Linked DNA regions of Mus musculus: region 1 is linked to region 2. Evidence: chromatin contacts called from public Hi-C data. All regions are on one chromosome and are shown on one strand. Each heading gives the region's core, a stretch centred on a gene start, on an enhancer-like site or on the middle of the called end of the contact. The rest is flanking DNA. Distances are from core to core; before and after follow the strand shown.

Region 1 (4,421 bases), core at 1,171-3,670, 360 kb after region 2:
CGGCTCTGTGCTTCTGCCCGTCCCAGAAGCTGTCCGGTTCTCTGGCGCACCCTCTGACCTGTTCAGACTAATTTCCTAAGTTCTGCTGAGTCCCGGAACCAAGATGGCGACCGCTGCTGCTGATGCTGAGGCCGCCTCCCAACCAAGATATTTTTCTAAAAACAAAATGGAAGCTCAGAGATAGAGTTCTTGAAGTTATTTATTGAAATATCCCATAGGTAAATCCTTTACACACTACTCAGTTAAATCCATTCTTCATCTCAATATAAGGGAATGAACCAACACTCTGTGCTTGCCTTCTGAGCTAAATTTCCAATCCCGGCACATAGTTAATAATCCTTGCTGTCTTTACCATGTCCTACCTTCCTATGTTCAAGCTGGCATTTGTTTAGAAGGACTCAGTGTATCTGGATCAGTGAGACTAGCTGGTGCTAAAAGCATACAGTCCTACACTCTCAGACAGACAGAGTGAAAGAAGAAATCCACGGTGCTAAGGCAACAACCTACAGCTAATGGATACTGAAAATTCCTTAAATGCTAGAAAACAGTTACATGTGTTCATTATTAGATTTTCCATGAAGACACACATCAAAGGCTAATATCCTGTATTTGTCAGGGTTCTCTAGAGGGATAGACCTAATACAGTATATATACACATATACATACACACAGACACACACACACAGACACACACACATACAGAGTTGTATATATACATGATTTATTAGAGTGGCTCACAGGCTTATGCCCAGCTAGTCCAACAATGGCTATCTACCAGTCTGGGCTCTCATAATGTAGCCACAGTGTCCTAAGTTGTTCAAATAAAACCTATGTCATAGCCATAACTGCAGAGTTTGCCTGTTTTTATAGTAGTAGTAGTAGTAGTAGTAGTAGTAGTAGTACACTGTCTCTCTTCAGAGACACCAAAAGAGGGCATTGAATCCCATAGAGATGGTTGTGAGCCACCATGTTGTTGTTGGGATTTGAACTCAGTACCTCTATAAGAGCACTCAGTGTTCTTAACCACCGAGCAATCTCTCCAGCCCCCCTAGTTTGGCTTTTAATGTGGATGGTATTTATATTATAACTTCTAGTGAAAGCAGTTACAGGCTGGGCTTGTTTCTATTAATAAGATTATTATTGAATTTTTCCATTTTATTTCAAAGTTACCTTTTATTTCTAGAATCTCCCAATACAAAAATAAGATTTATACACGCTCAATTTAATGATTTTTTTTAACTGAGAAATTTAATAACCAAATAAAAACGGTCATTAGCAATGCAAATTTACTTTAACTTAAAGGAGCCAAGTTTGAGTTTCAAGAATTATAATAGCATCCTAAAGTACCATTATTCTTAAGAGATCTAGAAGATAATCCTCTGAAACTTTCTAGATTAGAGAAAGTCACCTGAACTTTGTAATGAAATGCCTCAGTTTTAACCCTCCCTGTCAGCTACCAACACATATGCTGTGATATCTTATGCTGGCCAATATTTTTTTAGAAATTTTAAATTTTTAAATTTATTTCACTTTATGTAATGTGGGTATTTTTGTCTACATGTATGTCTTTGCATTGTGTGCGTGGCTGGTACACATGGAGGCCAGAAGGAGATGGGGCAATGGGACCCTGAGAGTGGAGTCATAGATGTTTGTGAGCTACCATGGGGGTCCTTGGATTCAAAGCTGATTCCTCTAAACAGCAGCCATTGCTCTTAGCTATTAAGGTACCACTCCAGCCCTTTTTAGAGATGTTGCCAGTAAAAAGTACATTCAAATTATATTATATTTTAAAATGTTTTCAAAACACTTTTTGAATCATGATTCCATTTGAACTGCAAACTTATGATTTGACCTAAGGAAAAAAAGAGAAAGAGATACTAGCACTTCTGTTATACAGCTGCTGAGAAACCTACCCCCAGGCACAGGAAGGGGTGGAGTGCTGTGGAACTACTTACCAGACCATGGAGGTGGGAGGGGCTCATGAGGGAGGCCCTATCAGAACCCGGGGATCTATAGGCAGTCATGGCTGTTAGGGCAGGCAGAGAGATTTTCTTCAGTGGTGTAGCCACTGGCGGTTTAGAATCATCTCAAACGCAATCATACCCACTGAAAATTACAAGGACACATCTCTCAGTCCAGAGGGACTGGCTAAGCTTTCTAGCTGTTGGGGGAGGGGGTGCGTTAAAAGACTAGCTATTGTGATTACACTTCTGTCCACTCTATGCCCAGCCCAGATCTCTGGAATAATTGGGAGACATACAGAGTGCCATCATCTCTTTCCTCCTCATCACAGTTCTGTACCCACAGACAAAGAACCAAGGCGATATGAGTCACAGGAGCGTCACAAGCTTATAGTGAGTGATAACTGGGTGTGCTGAGTCATAGAACTTCCCCAGCTTATAGTGAGTGATAACTGGGTGTGCTGAGTCACAGGACTTCACCAGCTTATAGTGAGTGATAACTGGATGTGCTGAGTCACAGGACTTCACAAGCTTACAGTGAATGATAACTGGATATGCTGAGCATAATGCATATGCTTTGATGCCTAGCTGTGTATATAAACCCATTCAAAAGGCTTCTTTTAAAAAGTGTATAATGAGAAAAACCAATGGTTTGATTCCTTTCCTGGAGATATTTAGGTAGCAAGGAAAGAATCATTCTAGAAACAATAAGCATACCTCCAAAGTGCCCACTCCTAAGTATAATCCTGGGAGCAAAGGGCTAAGAGTGGAAGACAGCTGAATAGCAATAATGCTACAAAGAGGATTAGTCATGTGGTGTACCTTTCATTCTCTTGGTTTTACTGATGCAACAATCAAAGTTCTCAAAGAAATACTTTATAAATATATTTAATGTTTTTCAAAAGATATATGCAGTGTACACTCCCCATAGGTAAAAAGGACAACCTGCCCACTAATGACACCACCTTGAGGAATCTTGCAGGTACAATAGTAAAGGAAAACAGAAACAAGGTACTTTGGTGGAAGGAAGGATTCAAAATACATGTGTTTTTGAAGCAACAGGCAGACTTGATTGGAAGGGAAGCCCCATGAACAATGTGTATCTGTGGGGTCACTGGAATGTTTTGAACAAAACAGGAACAGAAGGTTGCCAAGGAGAGGGGAGATGTGCTTAGTGACAGGGTGACAGCCATAAGGATCTGCTCATTTGTCACGACCTGGCTGTGAAGATTGTCTCTGTCAGCACATGGAGCAAGAGATACATGTACACAGCACATGTACAGGAGTACAGTGTGCTTTGTTATTTGTTTCAAATACAGTTGGCTTGCAGTAAGAAAGAGGAGGAAGGGAGATGTCAACCCTGCTTGCAAGTATGAACACTCTTGATATTGGTTCCCTTCTTGCAGCGACGAACACTCTTAGTTCCGAAACTCCATCTACTCTTTTGTCTTAAGCAATGCCAACACTTTCAGCCAAGTTCTGGTTCTTCTTTCTATCCTGAAGCTGTTTCTTTAAGGGAAAGGGAGCCTGAGAGCAGAAAGAAGGCAGCCTACCCGAAGCCCTACACAGGAGCCTCTGAAGAAAAGATGCTCATTCCTGATTGAGCACACAGGAGCCAAATTGCCAGGAAAGGCCTCTCCAATCAATAACACATGGCATTTGTCTTTGATAAGTGGCTCTGTCTGCTTTTGTGCCTCTGTATTAGTCAACTGCTGGTCAAAAGCAAAACTGCTTCATGTTCGGGGAGTGGGAGGCCTTGGAGAGAGAGAACAAAATAACATGTAATTACATTGCCCACTAGACATGTTATTTTGCTCTGAAGGGGACAAACAAGAGGAGGGAGAAAAGAAGGTTAAGGATACAGGGGCCAATATATTTGTTGTATAATATGTAGTTGTATGGAATGTCCTTATGTAGCACAGTACCATGAACATACACATTCAAAATTTAGACAACATGCTACTTTTGTTGAAAGCCAATGCATACCTATGAACCCTTATGCTTTTTTTACATCGTAATTATTTTAATTTTGAATCGTAATTTCATTCTTAGATTAGGATTGGCAAAATACAAAATATAGTCACCAAGCACACATCTCTACAAAAGTTGTTAAACTTGTCAGACTCCCCAACATGTCATTTAATTTAACATTAAATTTAACATTAACATTAAGCTGCTAGTGATTTTACTTTTCCTTGATACTATGTAAATTATGCAAGTACTTTCATATAATAAAATGAAACAGCACTGATTCCTAGTAGGAGTTTAAATGAAATAAATAACTAAATAGATTAGTGATGCCTGTTTCCTGCTTAGGGTAAAAGCTACATCATACAAAGTGGTCCTGAAGTGCTTTGTCTGAATTACCTCAGAGAAGACTTACAGGATCCATAAAGTCTACTCTATAATTGCATACAGTACAACTAAAGCTGACGTGATAGTACTTGACCACTGGTTATT
Region 2 (4,235 bases), core at 712-3,211:
GGAGAGCATCATCCTGAGTGAGGTAACACAATCACAAAGGAACTCACACAATATGTACTCACTGATAAGTGGATACTAGCCCAAAACCTAGGATACCCACAATATAAGATACAATTTCCTAAACACATGAAACTCAAGAAAAATGAAGACTGAAGTGTGGACACTATGCCCCTCCTTAGAAGTGGGAACAAAACACCCATGGAAGGAGTTACAGAAACAAAGTTTGGAGCTGAGATGAAAGGATGGACCATGTAGAGACTGCCATATCCAGGGATCCACCCCATAATCAGCTTCCAAATGCTGACACCATTGCATACACTAGCAAGATTTTACTGAAAGGACCCAGATGTAGCTGTCTCTTGTGAGACTATGCCGGGGCCTAGCAAACACAGAAGTGGATGCTCACAGTCAGCTAATGGATGGATCACAGGGCTCCCAATGGAGGAGCTAGAGAAAGTACCCAAGGAGCTAAAGGGATCTTCAACCCTATAGGTGGAACAACATTATGAACTAACCAGTACCCCTGAGCTCTTGACTCTAGCTGCATATGTATCAAAAGATGGCCTAGTCGGCCATCACTGGAAAGAGAGGCCCATTGGACACGCAGACTTTGTGTGCCCCGGTACAGGGGAACGCCAGGGCCAAAGGGGGGGAGTGGGTGGGTAGGGGAGTGGGGGTGGGTGGGTAAGGGGGACTTTTGGTATAGCATTGGAAATGTAAATGAGCTAAATACCTAATTAAAAAAAAAAAAAAAAAGACTTTTTTCGGTTCCCAGAGAGAGTGCTCCTCAAATTCACTAATCTGCATGACCCTAAGTTTATAAAGTGGGGAATTAGAAACAGTTACTGCTTTCTTCAGACTTTACTACACTATTGGGGAGGATCATTACTGAAGACTCGCTAATCAGATATTTAATTAAGCAATTGGTCTGTAATTTCTCAGATAAAAGAAGCCCTCTTTATTTGAAAAAACAATTTTATATCCACTCTCCATCTTAAAATGAGATTCATGTATAATACAGCCTGCCTCACACATACTAGAAAATAAAAACATAGAATAAAAATCATACTGAAAAGCAGCTGGAGCTGACAGATGTTTACAGTACCTGTTTCTGAATATAACTGCATAGACACGGCATGTTTCGATAAGAACATGAAAGTGGAAAACATGTGACTAGTCCATGGGGCCCCGCCGATGTAACAGCTATCAATAAGGATGAGATAGACACACTGCACTAGTGGTGTGGCCGTTATAGGACTGATACAATTAGTGATGTGGTTTCCTGATAGAGTGAGCAGTTCTTGGAACCTCTCAGAATAAAAATCTCCATATTCCCTTGATTTTCATGGTGGTTGCATTTCAGGAAAACACTGGGTATTCAGACAGTACAAAAGCACTGTCTGTTAAAATCAAGTTACATTCCACGCTCATGGAATTAAGTATGCTTTTATAAGAGAATATAAGTATGCTTATATCAGAGAATGCTACTTATCCTGAGTCCCCGAAAGAACACTTAGCACATAGTAGGGAATTGGTACATTTTTTTTATAATTGTGTGTAAGTTTTTCTTCTCCATGAAATTAAGCCAGACATCTGAATATTATGCAGGGTTAGAGGCAATTATCCACTGCGCAGTACTGCCCCAGACACCACAGAGGACAAGTATCTGTCACTCTTTTCACCAAGGCCTGTAATGTACCTAATTATTGTGAGACCCTTAAAGCCACAGCTACTAATTTCTAAATTGCTCCTTTGGGGTGCTGCTATTTAGAACCACAAAATGAAGTAATGATGGGGGCTATGGTGTCTACTAGATTCCTGGGAAAATGTGCTCACAAGATGATGCAAGAGTCAGTGGAGATGAGGCAGCCCTGTTTAAAGGACCATGCTCTGAAGCATGTGAACAACGGCATTGACACAACACTGGGAAAAGAGAAGCTGCTGTCGGCTTTGAGGGGCATGGGATGCAAAGCATAACCACACATTGCTCAAAAGAACCTTTGTGAGAAGAAGAGAAAGATGTCTGTTCTGGCTATACACATTAGTCACTTGTTCCATAGCTGTGACAAAAGACTTGACAGAATAAGTTGAGGTTGGGACAATGTAGTCTGGTTCCTGTCTTCAGAGTCCCTTGGTCTGATGCACTTGGACAAGATATCAAGGAAGTCAGAGTGTGTAGGGTTTGCTGATTCATTTCCTAGTGGATAGTTAATAGAGGGAAGGGTACAGGAAGAGGCCAAGGTACAGCTGTATCTTAGTGAGGCTCTCCATTGCTATGAAGAGACACTGACCAAGGCAAACAAAGGAAAATATTTAAGTGGTGCTGGCCTACAGATTCAGAGGTTCACTCCATTATCAAGACAAGAAGCATGGCAGCATCCAGGTAGACATGGTACTGGAGAAAGAGCTGAGAATTCCACATCTTGATAAGAAGGTAGCATGGAGAAGAGCCCACCTCCATGGTTACATACTTCTACCAACAAGGCTACACCTACTCCGACAAGGTCACAACTCCTAATAATGTTACTCCCTGGACAAAGTATATTCAAACCACCACAAGCTGTAAAGATACTTCTCTGGTGACCTAGTCCTTCAACCTAGTGTGACCTCCTGTCTTTCCATCACTTTGTCACAAAGCCATACTATTATGAATCCATTAAGGGGATAATCCATTGATGAAGTAAGATCTGTCTCATGGTCTCTTGAAATGCCATCACAGTCACAGCCACAGGTATACTTGGCCAATTGCCTAGGCATTCCTTAATCCAGTCAAGTTTGTAATGAAGATTAACCATCAACAATGGACCAGTTAGAAAAATAGTCCTGCGCAATGGCTAATGGAGCCCATACTATTCCTCTTCCAGGAGCTTGTGGTCAGAAGAATGGATTAAAATCATCTTAAGAAAAATAGTAGACATTTGAATATCTGTCCCAGCAAGCCACTCTACACTCTTCCCCATTGCTTAAATATGTGAATTCTGTAAACAATACCAGGGCAGGAGAAGTCAGAGTTCCTGTTTTTGGTTGTTTGTTTGTTGTTTTTCTTTGTTGTTTTTTTTAACAAACCAAGAAAGAGATTTATTGATAACCTGAGATTTGGGATTATTTTCTCATTCTCTTCAGAAATGAAAATGTTTCCTCAAACCTTTTTTTTTTTATTACAAAGATCTAGGAAGAAAATTCTCTTTATGTCAAAAATATTTTAATTTTATGCCAATTGCAAATTAATATAGTGTATGCTACATTAATTTTCTATAAATCTTATAAGAGAACAGAATTTGTATATATAGTGCCAAAATATTACATTAAATTACATTTGCTACTATGATAATTAAATGCTTAATTTTTACACAAAGCTCCATATGGCTTGGGCTGATCTCAAACACCGAGCGTGGAAGCTGAGGTTGATCTTGAACTCCTAATCTTCCTGCCTTTACCTCTCTTGTCCAGGAATTGCAGGCATATGGCACCACACTTGGCAACGTATTTAATCTTAAAGTACTTCACATGACTGAAGTAATTTTTTGGTAATACCAGGAATTAGACACAGTACCTCATAAGTATTAGTTAAGCACTCTTCCACTCAGTTACATCTCAGTTCAATTTTCAGTTTGTATTTTTGATATACTGTCTTAGTAATTTGCACTGGCTGATCCTGAACTCATTCTTTAACCCAAGTACTTTTAAAAAAATGGGTATTTTCTTTATTTACATTTCAAATGTTATCCCCTTTCCTGGTTTTCCCTTCAAAAAACACTCTCCCCCTATCCTCTCCCTCCTCCCCCTGCTCCCCAACCCACCCACTCCTGCTTCCTGGCCCTGGAATTCCCCCACACTGGGGAATAGAACCTTCAGCTCCCATTGATGACCGACTAGGCCATCCTCTGCTGCATATGCAGCTGGAGCCATGACTCCACCATGTGTGCTTTTTGGTTGGTGGGTTAGTCCCTGGGAGCTCTGGGGGTACTGTCTAGCTCATATTGTTGTTCCTCCTATGAGTAGAGTTCCTGCATTTTAAGTATTAAGTGAACAAATAAAGAATTCTAGCTTCCAAATAGTCGTCTAACCCATTTGATGTTATGGGTCATGGTAGAGTTTCTTAGGGCCCCTTGGAAGTCTGAGAAGAGAAAAATCACTGTGAGTAGAATTAATGTGATGAAACTTTCTGAGAGATGGAGCCAGAACTCCAGAGTGAGCCCCAGAGTGAATCTGGGCCTATGTAAGAAACTTCGCCA

The links. A called contact is a pair of places that touch in the nucleus more often than the background predicts.
Region 1: a Hi-C map of the G1E-ER4 cell line shows a contact between it and region 2, with 2.4 times the contacts expected there. The contact joins two enhancer-like sites. A contact is called at or near these places in 1 of 484 Hi-C or Micro-C datasets (the G1E-ER4 cell line) and 1 of 115 datasets of contacts at active chromatin or transcription factors (embryonic stem cells).

Annotation. Positions count from the first base shown.
Region 1 is chr1:14,482,336-14,486,756 of GRCm38.p6, forward strand. No RefSeq gene overlaps it. Among named protein-coding and RNA genes, the nearest start is that of Eya1, 170 kb to the left of the region's middle. Within about 2 kb of position 2,421, at least 61 of the 459 cell types and tissues checked have an H3K27ac peak or open chromatin away from gene starts, as enhancers often do. A contact at or near this core is called in the G1E-ER4 cell line, where this site is marked.
Region 2 is chr1:14,119,325-14,123,559 of GRCm38.p6, forward strand. All of the region lies in intron 3 of Gm39596 (a long non-coding RNA gene), which reads left to right. Among named protein-coding and RNA genes, the nearest start is that of Gm39596, 79 kb to the left of the region's middle. Within about 2 kb of position 1,962, at least 4 of the 459 cell types and tissues checked have an H3K27ac peak or open chromatin away from gene starts, as enhancers often do. A contact at or near this core is called in the G1E-ER4 cell line, where this site is marked.